Linked DNA regions of Sus scrofa: all the other regions are linked to region 1. The links are chromatin contacts, called in public Hi-C maps. All regions are on one chromosome and are shown on one strand. Each heading gives the region's core, a stretch centred on a gene start, on an enhancer-like site or on the middle of the called end of the contact. The rest is flanking DNA. Distances are from core to core; before and after follow the strand shown.

The links. Hi-C and Micro-C count contacts between places; a contact is called where the count stands out from the background.
Region 2: a Hi-C map of liver shows a contact between it and region 1, with 2.1 times the contacts expected there. The contact joins the promoter of IL17RA here to the promoter of LOC100737051 in region 1. A contact is called at or near these places in 2 of 47 Hi-C or Micro-C datasets (heart right ventricle and liver).
Region 3: a contact with region 1 is called in a Hi-C map of skeletal muscle, with 3 times the contacts expected there. The contact joins the promoter of BCL2L13 here to the promoter of LOC100737051 in region 1. A contact is called at or near these places in 2 of 47 Hi-C or Micro-C datasets (heart right ventricle and skeletal muscle).

What each region holds. Positions count from the first base shown.
Region 1 is chr5:69,620,079-69,624,559 of Sscrofa11.1, forward strand. It overlaps LOC100737051 (cat eye syndrome critical region protein 2), which reads left to right and starts at 1,793. Exons shown (of 19, transcript XM_021092503.1): 1 at 1,793-2,057. The coding sequence starts at 1,932.
Region 2 is chr5:69,459,100-69,463,580 of Sscrofa11.1, forward strand. IL17RA (interleukin-17 receptor A) reads left to right here and starts at 2,181. Exons shown (of 15, transcript XM_021092984.1): 1 at 2,181-2,579. The coding sequence starts at 2,430.
Region 3 is chr5:69,777,322-69,781,802 of Sscrofa11.1, forward strand. It overlaps BCL2L13 (bcl-2-like protein 13), which reads left to right and starts at 1,969. Exons shown (of 7, transcript XM_003126595.6): 1 at 1,969-2,159.

The DNA.
Region 1 (4,481 bases), core at 543-3,042:
GCTCACAAACAGAAAAGAGGCAAGAGAGAGAAAGGGAAAGAAAATATGAGCTGTGCATGTGCTGGGAACACGATACCCACAGCTGGTGTTTAGAGGATGAGGAATGGGCCAGGATGGAAAGGCAGTAAGTAGGGAGAAGAGGCCAGTGTCCAACACGGAGGCACAGGGGGCAGTGATCCAGGTTAGGCCAAAGTCAGTCCAGAAAACAGATTTGAGGCAGTTAAGTCTTGGGGGGAAGGTGGGACAAATGTTCAGCTTCAGGGTATCAATTCCAGCAGAGGCAGGGTGGGTGCAGATGCCAGGCTTTACCTGGAGCCCAAAGGCAGGGAACCCAGAGGCCACACCTTTAGCCCCAGAAGACACAAAACATGTCTGGAGGGACAGGACTGGTTCTGGCTGGTGTGAGAGCGGGCCAGTCAAGAGCACAGGGGACCAGAGTTAGAGGAGAGAGAGAAACATGTATAGAGCTGTGTGCCGTCCACGTGGACACTGACAGGTGACCCTCATAAGAAAAAGGCGGCAGGAGGAAAGAATGCTGAGGAAGGGGCAGGAGGCAGCCAGCCTCCCCACCACTGAGGATCCCCAGCTCCAGGACAGCTTGGCTGGTGTCCAGGACTGGGCAATGGTGTGGGGAGGGCAGCCTTCATGCAAGCATGCCAGGGTAACCAAATCTGGTCCTAGTATGTGACATTCTAGGAGCTGTTACTTCCAGCCTGGCAGTCCTGACCCCTGGGAGGCAGGTAAGAAGGTTAATCAGCAGTAAAGGATAAAGGGCAGAATGAGGAGACAGAGGAGAACCAGGAAAAGGTGGGGAAAGCAGAGGCAGGATGTCATGGATTAGAAACAAATGTGAAGTGAAGCAGGAACCCTTGCACAAAAGAGAGGGAAAAGCATGCAAAGTCAGTCTGATCTGTGGGCAAAGGAAGAGAGTCGGGGACAAAAACGGCGAATTCAGGGCATGTGATTAATTCCACAGTGCGCACAGGTCTTCCACCAACAGGGCATCTACAGGAGAGCTGGGCCTTATCAACACAAAAATGCAGCCTCTGCTGTTTTGGGGGTATTTAGATATGTGCTCATTTTTGTCAATGATCAGAACACACGGTAGAATTTAAGGATGAATTTTAAATCGTTCAATGGTTCCAGGTAATAAAAGAGCAGAACTGCCCAAGTTTTGTGCTGTTTCGGTGCCAGGGCGGTTGGGGGAAGGCGGTGCGAGCCTGTGTTGGATGGACGAAATATTCTGACGCATGAAAGATACACGTAAATATACATTTTCTTTAAGAATCCGGGTTTTTAATAAGTGCTGTCTTATAAAAACAGAACAGGTTACTAGAAAGACGAGAATAAAGTGAGGAAGAGAATGACCCAGAGGAGCGCTCCAAAACATCCCGGCTAAGCGTCCCGGGCTGGTCCCGGTGACGGCCGCGCCGGAGAGGGGAGCGCGGGCGCCCAGCAGCCCCCAGGCCGGCCGGACCAGCGCCCGAGAGCCTGGGTTGTAGCCCACCCGGGAGGGGCAGGTGGCCCCCACTCAGCGGGGGTGCGGGTCCACCCCACGCCCGCAGCCCCACGTGCGCTCAGCCCCGCGAGGCGCCGCCCGCCTCTCGGGGCGCGACCACCCGCCACGTGGGGGCGGGGCCCGGCGGGGGCGGGGCGGTGTTCGCCCCGCGGCCCCTCCCCCCGGCCCTCGGGCGCCCCTCCCCCGCCCCGCGCGGCCCGCGGGCGGGGGCGGGGGCGGGGTTGTTGTTGTGCCGAGGCCCCGCCCCTGCCCGCCCCCGGCCCATCTGTTCCCCGCGGGCCGCGGCGACATTGTGCGGGCTGGGCGGCCGGGCCGCGGCGCGATGGGCCCGGGGCAGCCGCCGCGGTAGCTCGGCCGGAGCGGCGCCGGGAGCAGGCGGGCGGCGGGCGCGGAGGCGGCGGCGCGGCCGGAGATGCGCCCCGAAGAGGGCGGCGCGGCGGCGCTGGGCGAGCTGCGCTCGTGGTGGGAAGTGCCGGCCATCGCTCACTTCTGCTCGCTCTTCCGCACGGCGTTCCGCCTGCCGGACTTCGAGATCGAGGTGCGCGGGCCGGGAGGGCGGGCGGGGCCGGGGCCGGGCTGAGGGGATCGGGCGACAGGGAAAGTTGGGCCGTTAGTCCCGGGCGTCCCCGCGAGCCCTGTGCGGAGTCGGCGGCCGGGGAGCGGGCGGCGGGCTTTGTGGGGCCGGGCGGGCGGGCGGGCGCCCCCGGCCGGCGCCGCGACCCCTCCCCCGGCCGCCTGGGCCCAGCGCGCGGCCGGCCGGTGCCCGCGGCTGCGGACAAAGGTGCGGGGCCCGGCGCGGCCGGCCGGGCGGAGCGCGTGGGTCAGGCGCCCGGGGAGGCGCGGCGGGCGGGGAGCGGGCGCGCCGGCGGCCACAATGCTGCGGCCCGGTGCGGGTGTGGGTACCGGCCGCACGCTTGTTCTCAAAGTTGGGACGCCACTCGGACGAGCACGGCTTCGACTAAACGAGCTGGCGGGGCGACGGTCCGCGGCGGCTCAGAGAAACGGGCGCAGAAATGAGAGATTTGGGAGTGTTGAAAGTCAAGACTTGATTCACAACTCTTCCGAAAATCCTGTTTCTTTTAGTTGGTAAAAGCACTCGGCACTTTAATTCTGCTGCTCAAAATGGTGGCTGCGGTGGGAGGTGTTGCTGGTGACAATGCCGTCGTGGTGCTGCTAAACTTGCCCCTACCCCATTTTCTCTCTGGGATGTAGTAAAACTGAGGTGCTGCTGAATCCCAGGTTTAGAGTTTAAGGACCCGTCTGAAAATCCTGTGGAAAAACTTCATCTTTCCAAATCCGTGTATTCGGATTTTGTTGATGGAAAAATAGAGGTAACTAATTTCGCTCTAAGTTGTACAGAAATCTAATCTATAAATCACTTCTTATGTTCTAAGAGATAAACTTGTGGTTTTAAGTATTAGCTGCTTTAATTCCTAAAGGAAATGTAATCTGATCTGAGAGGTCCAATTTGTACGTATAACTGAAATGAAAAATCGTTGTTGCAGGTGAATAATCAGGGCCACTTGAGATGACTATTCTCTCTTTTGATCTCAGCATTTCTTGGAATTGACACGTTTCTGGTTGTTAAAAGTGTGTACTATTTGAAGTATATACAACACGAATTAGTATTTGGAATCTAGCGTATGCATATTTTGATAATTATCCATATCTGTTTATATTTGGAGATGTTCAGTAGATGGGTAACTGATAGTGACTTTCACCATTGCAGTTCTTGTATAATCCTTTTCACATAGAGGTGTGTTTTGATGAATTTGAGGAATGCAGATTTTAACTTAAAGTCTTCAGTAATAATCAGAAAATTAAAATTTTGGAGTAATTTTTAGGCTTCTAGCAAATTTGACTCAGTGGCGCAGAACTCAGAACATTATCAGTTTTGATTCTTTAAGTACAAATAAATTTGTTGTATTTTTTTTGCTTAGGTGATTTTTTTAAAGTAATAGTTTATTGTCTTGACATTTTGAGAAACAGTCCCTTGGTTAGAGTTTATGATGCACTGGAAGGGCTTTCTTCAAAACAGCAAATGACACCAATATTGAGATGTGTCTATTGGGACAGCTGGAAAGGCCCTACATTCTTAATTTACTGCAATTTTAAAAGATAGAAACGAGAATAATACCAAGTGGTAGAAGTTGGATATCATCTTTTTTAGGAAACCAGTTTTCAGCTGTGGGAAAGAGCTCCTCTTACCCTTGACCACCAAGCTGAACCCGTGGATTTATAGAGAATTTAGGAAGCAGAATCTTCAAGGACTTGGCTTCTATTTATCTAAAGCAAGGCAATCTCTTAGATAGCTGAAGGGCTAGGAGGATTCATGCTGCAGTTCTGCAAGAGGTCAAGACCTCACACTTAGAGAATTGGCCCCCAAAGCATAGATATTTTTACTTTTGCAAGAACACCTTTTTACTCTGTTAGTCAACCTTGAAGACACAGGATTTCTTTAGAAGAGTCAATATACCTGATTCTTGTTTTTTAAGGTATGTTTAATTTGTATGTTGCTGCCCCCCAAATACGGATTCTATAATCATCAAACCAGAAATCTGCAAATGTGTAGGTAATGCATTAAGTTGTTCACAGTTTCTGGTTTTAAAAACTACGTAGTCATGATATGAAACTTGTGAATTTTAGCAAAATATAGGTAAGAGAATTAAATCACCCATAATCCCACGCTTAGAGATGTCAGCTGTTAACTGTTAACATTTTATCCCACCACACAGGACAAAAGCTGTTAGCTGTTGATATATTTAGAAATTCCCAAATATGCTCCCTACATTAAGTGGTGTTTAAACTTTTCAGATGAGGAGGTAGAGGTGTTGCTGGACAACAGTAGGTTAATGACACTGAATTCGGTAGTTGGTATTATGAAACACCTATAACCAGGTGCTCAACATCAAACCAGATGGTTTACCAAAGAACTTCCTGGTGTGCCCCCTTTTGCCTCAGA
Region 2 (4,481 bases), core at 931-3,430, 160 kb before region 1:
AAACTGCAGCTCTCTGTGGCCTTGGGTAAATTATCTAATCTCCTCAGAGTCTATAAAAGAGTCCATAAAATCCCCACCTCACAGGAGGTTGTGAGGCCTGAACAAGATAACCGGGTGGAGCCCTGCCAGGGCCGGGTGTCAGGGCTGCACTCAGCAAATATGGTTTCCTCCCGCCCCCACTCACCCCAGCCGCAGGTTTCCTGAGCTCACTGGTAAAGCTGCGCTATGCAAACCAGAACTGAGGTCCGAGGGCCTAGGAGAGGAACACATCGGGCAGAGAGCCCAAAATACAGGGGCTGGGAGCAGGAAACGGCTTTAGCCTCTGGTCACTGCCCGCTTCCAGCCATCGCCCCAGCATCATAATCAAGTCTGGCTGTGGGACCCCCACTTCCCAACAGCCTCCTTGGGATCTGACTTCTGTCGCCCTCCCCACCCCGCTGGAACCTGTCATAGATCTCATGGACACACTCAAGCTCTCCAACCAGGGTCTTTCTGAGTGTGGGGCCTCAGGCTGGGGTTGGCTAAAGAATCCAATAAAAGTTCATGCAATTACGTCACTCTGCTGGTCACCACGGCAACCAAGTGTTTGGACTCAGGGTGGATTATAGTGAGACAGACCGTGGGGGTGGTTACACACCTGTGACTCTCAACACAGCCTGTACACTTCGATCATATGGTATGTGACTCTATCTCAACAAAGCTGCCCAAAATGAACAAATAATAAACAATCTGACCTCATGGCCTCCTGATGTGATGTCACACAAAATAGACAGACTCTTGCCAAACTGTTTAACCTGAATCAAACCCAGCCATTCAACCTCATTTCCATCCTACAGGAAGTACAGGAAATAGAAAAAAAATCACACAAAGAGACATCAGGAGGAAACCGCCAGACAAACAGAAAATATGAAGTATTCAACGCCCTTTCAAAAAACAAAAATGGTGAGGGAAATGTCCTATATTTAAAGAGACCTAACATAACCTCCTGCAGTATGTAAAACTTAAGTGAACCCTGGTTTATGAAAAGCAACTATAAAAATAGTTGGGTCAGGAGTTCCCGCTGTGGCACAAAGGGATCAGCAGCGTCTTGGGAGCACAAGATGCAAGTTCCATTCCTGGCCTGGGACGGTGGGTTAAGGATTTCATGTAACTGCAGCTGCGGCTTAGGTCACTACTGTGGCTCGGATCTGATCTCTGGCCTGGGAACTCCACATGCTGAGGGGCAGCCGAAAACAAAAACAAAACAAAAAACAAAAAACTCCACACATTGGGACATTTGGGAAAATCTGAATATGAGCTGAACTTAGGTAGTTATTGTTAAATTCTTAGGTGTAATAAGGTGTTATGTTCAGGTAGCAAACTGTCCTTCCTCTTAGGAGATGCTTGCTGAAATATTTGGGGTCAAGTATCACGGAATCTTAGGTCGGTCACAGGTCGGTCTGTCCACATAACAGAAAGCTAAGAGCGGGCATCGGAGGCCAGCAGCGGCGGTCAGAGTTCACAGGGAAGGAAATGCAGCCGACGGTGGGCTTAGGATGAAGAAAGAAAAAGGGTGAAAAGCGCACTTTTCCGGAGACAAAACTGTCAGCGTGTAGGATGAAATGGCAGGGTCCGAGGCTGGAAGGAGGCCGCCCGGGGGACTGGGGGTCTTGCAGGACCGGGAAGGAGTGGACTCAGTGCGCACGCTCCAAAGCCAGGCTCCTCGGGAAGGGAACTAAGTAGAGGTGAGCAGCCAGGCGGACCCTCAGCAGACGTGGAGCGTGTCTCTGGCGAACACGCCGGCTCGGCTGGGGGCACAGAAGGCCGAGAGCAGATGAGGCCCAGAGCCCGCGCAGCTGCTTGAGGGCTAGCGCACCAACCCTCGCTCGGATCCAGCGTCGGAGCGCAGAGCTGTCCCTGCCTCAGGAGGCGGCAAAGCCAGCGAAGCCGAGCAAAATCGGGGGAAAAGAGCCAGGATAGAGAGAGACAGGGACTGCGGGAAAGGACTTCCTCTGACGGAAAAGAAAACTCAAGGGGAAGGGGTTAGAGTTTTACCGGCTGACGGCAAGAGCGGGGGTGGAATACGCGAGCAGGCTGAGCTGGAGTGCAGAAGACGCTGGCCTGGGGTTCGCAGCGCAGGCGGGGCAGGAGGAGCACGGGGAGGGGCCTGGGGGTGTCGGGGAGGAGCCGGAGAGGAGCTGGGGAGGAGCCAGAGGAGTGCGGGGAGGGGAGCGAGCAGGAGCCGGGGAGGAGCGCGCACCTGGGACGCTAGTCTGGGAGGAACCCGTGGAAGGACTGTCCCGGCCCGAGCCTTCCCCTCCGCGCCGCCCGCCGGGGGCAGGGCTGGAAGCCGGAAGCAGGCGACTTGGGACTCGGCCGAGGGGAAGCCCGGGGCACGCCCTCGCTGCGCCCCCAGCTCGGGCGGCAGCCCTCCGCGAAGGGCCGGGGCCATGCGGCCTCTGCGACACGGGCAGCGCCTGTCCCCGGGGTCTCCTCTGGGGCTGCTTCTCCTGCTCCTCTTCCTGTTCCTGCGCGCGCTGGGTCTGGGTCGCGCCGCCCCGAGGCTCTTGGACCACCCGGCACCCGTGTGCGCCCAGCAGGTGAGACTCGGCGCGTTACCCGAGAGCGGGGGCCGAGGATGCTGCCAGGTGGGGAGGGGTCGGCCCAGGGCTGAGGGCCGAGGGCGCGGGGCCGCCGAGTGGGCAGGAAGTCTGCTCGGGGTCTCCAGGGTCCGAGGCTTGGGCACAACAGCGGGCCGGCCTGGGGAGGGTTCCCAAGAGCGGCGGGAGTTGCGGTGTGGACCCGGGGGAGACGGGGTTTTCGGGGAAAGATCGCGCAGCGCGGGTTGCACAACAGGAGCCGGCGTCCCGGCGGGAGGGGTGGCAACTCCGCTGGGCCCCACACTTTGGGGAAGGACTAGGAGGCGCGGCCGGCCGGAGACGAGGCGGGCTGGTTAGAAGAGGGTGGGGAGGGGCCTGCGGAGGGCAAGGCGGGACTGGACCGGCTTCCGGCCGGGGTCATCGAGCCCTCCTCCACTGGAACTCGCGCCCCTAGGGATCCCGTGTTCGCAGCCCCGACGCTCCGGCCCCGGCGCTGCGGGAGGCACCCTCCGCGAAAAGTTGTCCGGGCAACTTGCTGATCCCTTTGGCCGAGCCCTGGGGGGAGGTAGGATGCCGCCCTTCCAGCCCCCACCACCTGGGTCTGGGGTCCTGCGGGTCTAAATCCGCCAGGCAGTTGCCCTGCTGTGCCCACAGGAATCGACACACCCACCGCCGGTAGTGGCCTTGGGGTGGAGGCGGCCCTTCAGAGAAAAGAACCCCCGTGCTGGGCACACAGCCTCTCCCGGCCATGCTGTCCTCTCCCCTGGCTCGTCTTGCTTTGCCTGCCCCCCCACTTCCACTGACCCTAAGAAATAACGCTCAGTTTCTGAGTCACAGGATGTGAAACACTAAAGCTGTATTTCTCATCTAATTTTGTGGAGGATTTACCACAAGAGGGTGGGGTAGAGGGCCAGTGACCATTTAGCAGAAACTTTTCTTAACATGGAAGATGTTGGGAAATGTCCTCGTGACTCCCATTCCTGGGCAGAGCAGGGACACACGCTCAGCAGGTCCTTCCCCGGGGGTGGATGTAGAAGTATCTCCTGTCCAGGACCCAGGTTCAGGTTTTGATGACCATTTACCAGGTGTCTGCAAAATACAAGGGACTGAAATGGCAAAGACACACTCCCTGAACCCTGATGACCAGGGCAGTGAATCACCCAGCAGTAGGCAACTGCAGCGCCAGCCAGCCTGTGGCCAGTGCTCTTTGTACAGCCAGTGCGAGTGCGACGTTCCATCTGGGAAAGAGACACTCCTTCCAGCCGAGTGGTCTTTGGGCAGAGAGGATATTTGCGCAGCCCTGAGGGATGGTGGAGGCTTCAAGGCAGAGATCTGGAGCTCTCCATGACATGGAAAGAGCTGAGCCAAGGCCTCAGAGGGGGTCAGGATGAGAAGCGGAGGGTGTGTGTGGCAGGAAAGTGAGAGAGAGATGCAGCTGGAAATGGAGGGCAGGGCTCCACTGAGCTGGACTGAAAGGGTGTGACCTCAGCTGCTCAGTGGAGCAGAGGTTCAGCCTCATTGGGGGAGGGGGGGCGGCGGCAGGGGGCACTAGAGAAGAATACTTGGCCAGATTTGTCTGTCTCCCTGGCTGTCCCTTCCTCCCACCTGCTTCCCGTACACCTGGCGCACAGACACTCCAGGGCCATGGGCCCCCTGTTCAGTGATTAGTGTCTTGGAAAAGAGATAGGCTTAGCCCTCCAGATGTCTCTGCTGCTGGTGTTTCTGTGGATGCAACACCACATAGTGGCGGAGGGAAAGCCACGCACTGGACCTCAGAGGACTTGGGTTTGCAATCCTGATTTCACTACCTACAGCCCAGTGCTGCAGGCACAGGCCTTGGGCACGGACAGATATCTGTGGAGTGGAAGGAAGGAGGAGAGGGTGAGTGGTGAAGCATGGCAG
Region 3 (4,481 bases), core at 719-3,218, 160 kb after region 1:
AGATGACTTCTGATACCTGTGTAACTAGCACACTATATCCTCAATCTAGAAAGTAAGTTCTTTTCTAATTGATCCCATACTCTCAGTTAACAGTGCTGACTTCTATAAACTTTTTTTTTTTTTCTTTTTAGGGCTACAGGTGTGGCATATGGAAGTTCCCAGCCTAGGGATTGAATCAGAGCTACAGCTGCCGGCCCACATCACAGCCACAGCAATACAGGGTGGGAACCATGTCTACAACCTACACCAGAGCTCTCTGCAACACTGCATCCTCAACCTGCTAAACAGCACCAGAGTTGGAACCCATATCTTCATGGATATTAGTCGGGTTCGTCTCCCCTGAGCCACAACAGGAACGCCTATAACCATTATTTTTTATTAAATTTGCCTGTTCCTGAAATTCACATAGATTGAATCACACAGATGTTCATTTTTGTGTTTCACTTCTTTCACTCAACACAATTCTCTTGAGATTAATCCATATTGTCACATTTATCAGTGATTCATTTTGGTTTTATTGCTGAGAAATTTCCATTGTATATAATTTTTTTTTTTTTTTAGAAAGTAGATTTGGGGGGGGTTGTGTCCATGCCATGTGTAAGTTCTGGGGCCAGGGATCAAACCCATGCCACAGCAGCAACAACACTAGATCCCCAACTCCCTAAGCCATCTGGGAACTCCAAAGTCAACTTATTTTTATTTTTATTTTTTTTTGTATTTTAGGACCGCACCCTCGGCCTATGAAGGTTTCCAAGCTAGGGGTCAAATCGGAGTTACAGCAATGCCAGATCTGAGCTGTGTCTGCGACCTATAGCACAGCTCACAGCAATGCCGGATCCTTAACCCTATGCATGAAGCCAGGGATCGAACCTGCAGCCTCACGGTTCCTAGTCAGATTTGTTTCTGCTGCTCCATCAAAGGAACTCCAAATGTTTTTATTGCTTTTTTTTTAGGTCCGAACCTGCGGCATACGAATTCCCAGGCTAGGGGTCGAATCAGGACTACAGCTGCTGGCATACACCACAGCCACAGCAACGCAGGATCAGAGCCACGTCTGCAACTTACACCACAGCTCATGGCAACGCCAGATCTTTAACTCACTGAGCTACGCCAGGGATTAAAACCACAACCTCATGGTTACTACTGGGATTTGTTTCTGTTGCACTGCAATGGGAACTCCTTAAGTTTTTAAATTTAAGCCTATGACACTGTTAAAAAATGTAAAAACCAAACGCAATCCTGGTTTATTCTTTTTAGTTTTTGTCTTTTTGCCTTTTCTAGGGCCGCTTCTGCGGCATGTGGAGGTTGCCAGGCTAGAGGTCGAATAGCAGCTGTAGCCGCTGGCCTACTCCAGAGCCACAGCAACGCCAGATCCTTAACATACTGAGCGAGGCCAGGGATCGAACCCGCAACATCATGGTTCCTAGCCGGATTCGTTAACCACTGAGCCACGAGGGGAGCGCCTTGAAAACATCTTCATCGCCCCAAAAAGAAACCCTGGACCCCGCTAGCAGTCACTTCCCATCAGGGTTTTAGCCTTTCAGCTCCTCCTCCCAGGTAGTGTCACGTGCGCACGACCCCGTGGCTCCCCAAGAACACAGCTGAGACACCGTACTGCCCCTCATTTGGCTGCGGGGGCGGGGAGGAGGTGGTGGGGAATGGTGTGGCGAGCGCAGGGCAGTGAGGGATAGGGGGAAACCCAAAGATCAGTGCAGAGACGCTCCTTCTCTGCGGTGCCCTGTTGCCCCACCCTCAAGGCCCAGCTTCCCCAGCGCCGCAACTACCCACGCCGCCGCCAGAGTCAACCTTTTTCCCAGCTGTCGACAGCCGGCTAGCGTCCGGAACCACAGAGCGGTGGTCAGGTCAGGAGAGAGTGGCTCTTCCGAGTCACGTTTGCGCAAAGAAACCTCCAAGTCTCAGTGGTCAGTACTTCCTTTCTGGAGTGCGGATCCGCCCCCTTGCGGCGCGCCCAGCGCCCCGCCCTGACGCTAGCGGTGACGGAAGCACGCTGGGTGACGTCACCCGCCAACATGGCGGCGGCGGTAGATTAGGGCTGTGGGTCGGAGCCGCCGCCTCCACCACCGCCGAGGGTTTCTGTCGCGAGCAGCCGCTGCCACCGCCGCGTCTTTCACCTTTTCTGGGGCAGGGGCCTGGGCCAGGTGAGGGAGTGGGGATTGTGGGCAAGCCGAGTCCGGCCCTCTTCCAGCTCCGTCCGGGGCGTCCCGAGGCTGTCGCGGGTGAGGGTGAGCGTGGGGGGCTGAGGTGCGAGGCCGTCCGAGGTGGTGGCTCGGTCTCGCTGACCCGCTGCCCAGCAGACTTTTCTTGGCTCGTCAGCGGTTGGGGTGGGCCTCGGGCGGGAGGGTGCGTGCACAGGGTTCGCGGCCTGGCTCCCCGCTAGCTGGCCAGGCAGTTGCTTCTCCATGTTCCCAGTTCCCCTCCCGGCGGATCCAACGCCACTGTCTCTGTTATTTTTATTATTTCGTTTGTTTCTTTCCCCCCACTCTTGGAGGCGGAACGGGTCACACTAGGTCGTTTCTTCTGTTGGTTTTTCTCCCCACATCCGAAGGAGACCCCACGTTTCTTTCCTTCGTGCCCGCCTGTGACGGAAAACTCCCGGACTTTTCTGAGCGGAGGCTTTAACCCGGCGGGAGATGGGGCTTCTGGCCCGCGGTGCTCCGGCTCTCCTCCCTGCACGAGTGCGCGTTTACTGCGAGCCAGCTCCCTTTTTCTATGTACAAGTTTTAAACTAAAGGAACAGTCTCCCCCTTCTTTTTCTCTGTGGTGTGGAGCAAAACAAGTCTTTCTGGAAGCAGTCAGTGCCATTTCGCTGGGAGGGTTGGTCTAAACCAGAATGTTGATCTCTGCCCTGACTTGTTGTGTGACCTTGGATGAGTTGCCACACCCTTCTAGTACCTTCTTTTCTTAATTTCCCAGAAAATTAAAATATTTGTGTAGGTAGTGAACTGTTTATACTAGATATATTCCATTGGATAAATAATTATACACCGCATATTGAAAATATTTAAACTTTTATGAAATATTCTTTGTTTAATGATAGGTCGTTAGGGACTTTGAAAATCCTTCTACTCTGGTTGGTCAGGTACTATTCTCAGTATTTTTTTTTTTTCCACATGATTAAATTTCTTATGAAGGACTGTACTCCAGTAGTTGAATTCAATTGAAGGACGCTTAAAATTCAGTCCAATTAGTTTTGTAGAGAAGAGGTGCTCCTTAGCACATGTCAATTGATGTTTACCACATGTCTTAATACTCTTAAGGTTTTAAAACAAGTGATTTGCAATGGTAATAGTTAAGAATGTTTCTCTTGTAAAATATCTTAGACGTACAAAAGTTTTGACCGCCGTCTTGCTTATCATCATTTTTTTTTTCAACATGATTTTTATTTTTTTTTGGCTGCACCTGAGGCATTCAGAAGTTCCCTCGTTAGGGCTTCCCAGGTCAGGGAATGAACCTTCCAGGCAGTTGAGATCTACACTACAGCTGCAGCAAAGCAGGATCCTTAACCCACTGCACCAGAGGGTAACTTCCAAGAGTTCTTAATATTTAGAGTTTATACATTACAGAGTTGAAGAGAGGGGGCTGTTTTCAGAGTAGCTGATTTTTTTTTTTTTTTTTTTTTTGTAACAGCTTTACTGAGAGACAGTCTTGCACACATCCACATATGTAGTCACAGGGTGTGCAACTATCACAGCAATGTTCATCATCCTCAAAAGAAACCTGGTAGCCACATTTACTAGTCGTTCTTTTTATTTTTATGGCTGGACCCTGGCATATGAAGTTCCTAGGTCTGGGGTTGACTCTGAGCCACAGCTGTGGCATACCCCCTCAGCTGCAGCAATGCTGGATCCTTTTAACTCACTGCACTGGGCTGGGGATCAAATCTGCTTCTCCACAGTGACCTCAGCTGCTGCAGTTCTTATCCCATTGAGTCACAGGGGGATCTCCAGCATTTTTATTCCCACGATGCCCCGCCCAGGCATCCACACTTTGTGTCTCTACAGATCTGCCAATTCTGGATATTTCATGTAAACAGAAGTATACACTATGTGGTCTTTTGTGACTGTCTTCTTTTACTTCCTTGTTGTAGTAGGTATTGACATTTCATTCCTTTTTATGGCCATGTCATATTGCATAGTGTAAGTACACTACATTTTTTTTTAAAGTCTTCATTTGATGGGCAATTATTTCCACTCTTTGGTTGTATGTAATGCTGCTTTGACCATTTGTGTTATAGCACATTTTTTGTGAAGACATTGTGTTTTCATTTCTCTGTTGCATATACTTAGGAGTGGAGTGGAGTAAATGACATATGTCTCCCTTTTATACAAGCTTTCTACGCATATATGGGAAGCTTAATTGACTTATTGTGAAAGTCAGAGTATGTGTTTTTGAGGAGAATGAGAGTGAGATGTTCTGTAAGTACGTTATCTTGCAGTGCCAACTGCTAAGTAGAAACGTTT